Regions from separate parts of the Mus musculus genome. Here region 2 is linked to region 1. The links are chromatin contacts, called in public Hi-C maps. All regions are on one chromosome and are shown on one strand. Each heading gives the region's core, a stretch centred on a gene start, on an enhancer-like site or on the middle of the called end of the contact. The rest is flanking DNA. Distances are from core to core; before and after follow the strand shown. Region 1 overlaps Zcchc7 (zinc finger, CCHC domain containing 7). Region 2 overlaps Zcchc7 (zinc finger, CCHC domain containing 7).

The links. Hi-C and Micro-C count contacts between places; a contact is called where the count stands out from the background.
Region 2: a contact with region 1 is called in a Hi-C map of pre-B cells, with 2.0 times the contacts expected there. The contact joins two enhancer-like sites. A contact is called at or near these places in 1 of 15 datasets of contacts at CTCF or cohesin (large pre-B cells), 5 of 484 Hi-C or Micro-C datasets (B cells, the C10 cell line, conventional dendritic cells and 2 more), 1 of 115 datasets of contacts at active chromatin or transcription factors (embryonic stem cells) and 3 of 9 other capture datasets (adipose tissue, liver and pancreatic islet).

The regions. Positions count from the first base shown.
Region 1 is chr4:44,812,240-44,815,213 of GRCm38.p6, reverse strand. The region is part of intron 2 of Zcchc7 (zinc finger, CCHC domain containing 7); the gene reads right to left. Among named protein-coding and RNA genes, the nearest start is that of Zcchc7, 57 kb to the right of the region's middle. Within about 2 kb of position 1,278, at least 25 of the 459 cell types and tissues checked have an H3K27ac peak or open chromatin away from gene starts, as enhancers often do. A contact at or near this core is called in pre-B cells, where this site is marked.
Region 2 is chr4:44,909,403-44,912,176 of GRCm38.p6, reverse strand. The region is part of intron 6 of Zcchc7 (zinc finger, CCHC domain containing 7); the gene reads right to left. Among named protein-coding and RNA genes, the nearest start is that of Gm12678, 33 kb to the left of the region's middle. Within about 2 kb of position 1,281, at least 18 of the 459 cell types and tissues checked have an H3K27ac peak or open chromatin away from gene starts, as enhancers often do. A contact at or near this core is called in pre-B cells, where this site is marked.

The sequences.
Region 1 (2,974 bases), core at 29-2,528:
CACTCTCTCACCTCCCAAATGCTAAGAGAACACATGTACCATAATGTCTGGCAAACCTATAATTTGCAAAAATTATTCTAGCTATAAAGTTCTAGAAGCAGGGAAAAACAAAAGAGTCTCAAGGGCAGCTCGGGAGGTTAAAGACTGATTTTGATCTCAGGAACCTACATGGTAGAATGACAGAACCTACTCCTATAGGTGTCCTCTGACTGCCACATGAGTGCTATGGTGAAGTAGCCCCACATATATGCATGTGCACACACAAGCAAGATAAGTGATAAGTAAAAGTAAATCTAGAAACAAACAAAACAAAATGACACCAACAAAGGATTCGCAGAATTGATACGTAAGCTGTGTCTCTGGGGTTGAAAGCTGCCTTTTTCAGGAAGAGCATGCACGATAAGCCAAGGAAACACACTGAGACAATGTATGACAACATGAATGGGCCCTACTGATTCTACAGTTAGTGGGAAGTCCAATATGGCTGTAGAAGACGGTATGGTATTTTGAGGAAAGAGACAAAAGGCTCAAGATATAACCTTGAGCTTTATTATGGAAAACATCTATAGCTTTCCATTTGGTGGAAAATTCTGTGAAGAACCCCCTTCCTTATCTACATAGAGTTAGTGTCAATGTCCCTTGCTCACAGTTTAAATGTGATACTGCCTGAAGCAGACAGCCTCTGTATTCCCATTTTAGAACATGTGGCTACTATGTCAGAAAGACAATCATGCTCTCTCTGGCTCTGATCCTACAAATCATATCCTTAGGATTTTTCAAACAAAACATTAAATATGAACTTATTAAATACTGAATAGGTATGTTGATTTCTCAAACAAAAAGGGTTACCAAGTAAGAAGTAAAAGCCACAATATTCATTAAAAGGATGGCTTGCCTGAAATTATTAGTTTAAAGCAAATTATATTAACAGTGAATTCTGAGAATAGCACCTTTATCGACAAATTTACATTTCTGAATTCAGGCTTTGGAGGCTGTGGCATTTTAAAAAAGATTTCATTGTGCATTTCCTGCCAACTATATACCACTTAACACAAGCGCCATCGAGTGCTTTAAATAATACTTTCAATAATGTGAGCTCTGTTCTTGTTATACTTTGCTGTAACTTCCTGTGTCTCTGACATATTCAAGAAGTGAAGCTCATGCATAGCATGTTTATATTATCCTCTCCTTAGTGAAAGCTCGCAGACAATGTCAGGTCTGGAGAGATAAGAGCTGCTCCAGGACATGAATTCTCATGAGGATTAGGCAACCACCATCTGGGGCTCCAGAGTTTATCTGTAGCAGCTGCCTTCAAAGTATCACATCAGAAGTGGGGGAGACAGTCTAATGCAAGAGTGTTTAACAAGTTGCTTCAGCCTGGCTTTGATTGTTCTGGATTGCTTTTTCCTCCTTATAAATAGAGTAAAATACTAACGTGGTGACCACTCCCTCCTTAAACACAACAAATTTAAAGTAGTGTGATATATTAAAATTGGCTCTCAAATGTTTGCTAATATCAAATATAAATACTTAATATGCCACCAATGTGTAACAATAAAATAATAATTAATCCTTTTAATAATTATCCAATAATGACCTAAAATTGTTTTAGATAATTAAAGATTCCGTTTTAGGACTATCCTAGGTATCTGGTAAAAATTCTTCTTTCAATGCTCTCAAGAAATGTTATAACAACCATAATATGAAACAAGAAAGCTTCTAATCAACATTCATATAAAACAACAAGAGAACTTAAGTATAAAACCTGCTGGAGAAGAAAGTTATCTTTAAATTCTCAGTTTTAAATCGCATCCTACTAAAGCCAAATGTCATATTTACCTTTTCTAGTGCCAAAACAAAACAAAAAGCTAGATATAAAAACAATAATAAAAATTAAATGAACATATATTTAATACAGTGGTTTTACAGTCGCAAAACCACTATCTCAATGAATTTTGCCTGATTCTTTAAATTAGGTCCTTTTTAATTTCAAATGTCCATTTATCTGGTATAGAACCTTAAGTAATATTTGTTCATGTGAACAACGCTTTGCAAAAGACTTATTGTGAAAACTAAATAGACAATATTGTTATCAGAGAGCTTAAAAAGTAGCTGTACCTAGAGATAAACTTGCATTATAATATGATGACTAATACTTCCTTCTTTCATTAATCACTACAACCTATTTCTGCACTGGATAGTGTGAGCCAGATAAACAAAAGGCAGAGAGTTTAGGGTTTGGCAAAGACAATGTTAGAAGATGATATGGTTTTTGAGATTAATTCCAGAACCAAAAATACTAGATATATTTGTATCATAGTTTCTAATACAGCATCCTACTCTTCCTCTGGAGGTACCTTCACAGTTCCTTCACTGAAATCAAACAGGTAATTTGAACTCAACTCATCTACTACACTGAATCTTCTTCCAACCTCCCTTTAACTGTCAGTAGTGGATAACATTTAAAAGTCATTTTAAAAAATGCAACTTCTTTTACTTCTTTCTTGGTCAGTGTTTTTAATTATATTATCAAGTCCTAAGAGACTTTTACTTCAAAGTTATTTGGGTAATATTTACTTTCAATCCTATAATACCAGTCTACTATAAACTACCTCTCAAATTTTGGACTATAGTAAAATATGTGCAGTGTTTCTAGTAGATAATTCATAGTAGACATTTTACACAATTGCATTAATTACTTCCTCAATCCCACTTACTTTATACTGTTCAGTTTTTCTTGCTTAAAATGCCATTCACTCTCTCCACATAGTAAAATACTTCTGATGTGATGATTTTTCAGGATTCAAACTTGTTTCCTCATCATGCAACAAACCATATTTACACCAAAATAATCGTTTTTCCCTTCACTAAATGCTAATTTAAAAGACATAAGACACGGGCTTATGTGATCATGTCACAAATATTATTTTCTGGTGGTATTTTCATTTTTCTGACAGAGATAGGAAAGAATAAG
Region 2 (2,774 bases), core at 32-2,531, 97 kb before region 1:
CAAGACTCCAAACACATGCTCGGAACACATTAAAAGGAAGTTTCTTTTTTTGAAAAACGTGAATAGAAAAATGTCTCCATTGTTGGTGACTTTAAAAAACTTTTTTTTTTTTTTTTAAAGAAAAGCATGGGATGTTATATTTACCCTGCCTTACACCTCAATCCCAAGGTAAAAGATATTTGAATGGCTGTAGCTTTAGCACCTATCTCCTGTTCTCTTCTTCTGGACTGTCAAACAGTAGTTCTGAAGTTAGCTTTAGTCTGCTGATATTTGGGGCACCATTCTGTGGCAAAAAGCATAGAATTTTTTAGATGATAAAATTCTGATTTGCTGTAAAAATCATTCTGTGAAAACTCAGCAGTATACTTGTAGGCTGATGTTCCCAGGTAAGGAGAGAATGTGGACCGGGAAAACGAATGGAGCACTTGAACTGCAGTCTGGAAGACTCCGCCATTCAGCGGGTTCAGGGTTGTACTCTTGACTGCTAGTCAACACTGACCAGAAAGGAAGACAAGGAAATGTATTTTTCTTCTCTTCCCTAGTTAATAAAAATTTCCATTTTTGAAGTATAAATTCTAAGCATTCCAAAACTTAACCTCATATAAAAATTATATCCTCTTCCATATTCTGAAATTTTTAGTTAAACTAAGAAGTAGTAAGGTTGTAATGCATTTTAAATACATTAAAAAACAAGCACAAAATTAAACATAAAAGATGCATTAACCTTTTTGGTTCTTAATATATACAGCTTTTGAATTGCAATTTTCTGATTACTTTTTAAGTAAACACGATAAGAATGTCTAATGCATGTTAAATTATAGTTTCTATCAGAGAAAAATACTATGGGCTATATAACTCTGTGGGTGCCATATTAGCCTAGTGTTTTTGCTATAACATAAGAAAGGAAGAGATGGAGAAAGGACTTTCTTTTTTCATAGGGAAATAATCTACAAGGAACTATGTGAATGAAGAAAAAGACAAGGCTTTGCTAAAAATCTGAAAGCAGAAGTTACAATGTAAAGAATAGGGTTATATGATTAAGACATGTAAAAACTTTAACTTTTTGAGGAAGTAAAAGTGTTAGCTATTGGAGGAAACTACATAATTGTTAATTTTCCCGCCTCATGTTTGTCTCCAGATCAGCAAAGATATCAAAAGGCTTGCTTTTTCTTTTTTTTAAAAGGAAGTATAGGTAATTTTTAAATAAATTCTCTCACATATGTCTCCAGATCAACAAAGACATCAAAAGGTACATTTTTTTTTTTAAATTAGTCATCGAAATGGATAAAGAAAAGCAGTAGAGCCACATGCTGTGCTGGGGGTGTGCTTTAGAGTCTCAGTATCACTGTGTGTCTTTTGAAATGATGGATTTGCCTTTTATTAATGCATTCAAGTCAAGTTTGTTTAAAAGCTCTTTATTTAGATATAATCTATTAGAAACCTCATTTTACCATTGATATTACCGAAAATAATGAAAACTTCTCTTTTGAAATCTTATTTCACAATATTGTAAGGAAAAATTGAAAATTCCTAAGTCTATGTTACTTATCTTCATCTTTCTTGCATGTTTATAAGAGAGAGGCTTCCTAGACCCGATTTTGTAGCTGCTTAAAGTGTACTTGTTCTGGAAATGATCCTCCAGATCTTATCAGTTGGGAATCAGGCACAGCAAGTGAAAAGCACTCAAATGTCAACAGTTCCAAACACAAGTTCTAAAAGAAATGTAACCCCAAAGTCCAGTGCCTTTGGAGTTAGAAATAGATACTTTGTGGTCAGAGGAGAAGTGAATGTATCACAATGATCTCTCGACCTTTACAGCCTTAAGCAGGCTGGTTGAAATGAGTACATAAGAGGCAATTCAAACTTCCTTCCTTCTGTGGCCACTGCTGTGACTGATGCCACTGTTCACATGTGAGGGCTACTCTGAGTCAATAGATGGCAGTCCATCGCCTAGTAAAAGGGCTGAAGATGGCTAAAATCAGCATGCAGTGTGCTTTCACTCAATATTTAATACTGCTTAATTACAGGCATTCAAATATTGTCCATATACTGATAAGGCAATTTAAATAATTGGAAAATGATTATATTTTAGATGGATTGATAAAAGTATTTACACATTTATAAGCATACTATTGTTGTAGTTATTCTTGCATAATAACTCACTGTTAATTAAAACCTGATAGTTGTGAATTACAATGATTACTTCAACATTTTCTGAAAGAAAATCAACCAGGTTTCCATATAAAGAAAACTTCAAATTGAATTTGTTATTCTTACAGATAGAATATATTATATTCTAATAAAGATGAATTTATTTTGTTTTCATTTTTAAAGATCTCTATTCTTTTTATAATTTGTTTCTGAAAAGCTAAAAAAATACTCAACAAACCTTTTAACCTTCTGTTACATTTGAAGCTAATTTTTATCATTCAATAACAGTCACATAAAAATTCTTTAAATTAGTGGAAAAGCTAAAAGAGCTACAAAGTCAAATGTATGATGGTATTACTTAATAAAAGTAACGAGTACTGCCACACCACTATACAGAGACTCTGAGACCTTGAGAGATACAAGAATAATTCTGTTCTTATCAGGTTTAGGCTATAAGGGCTTTACCATTATTATGTTACCAAAGAGCTGCTACAATGCCAAAATATAATCCACTGACTGCATTTGTCACATATATGTATATAATATATAGACATGTATATGACTTTTATTTAATATAACACTAAAGTTTTAGATAACCCTGCAGATATACTACTATCCCTTGC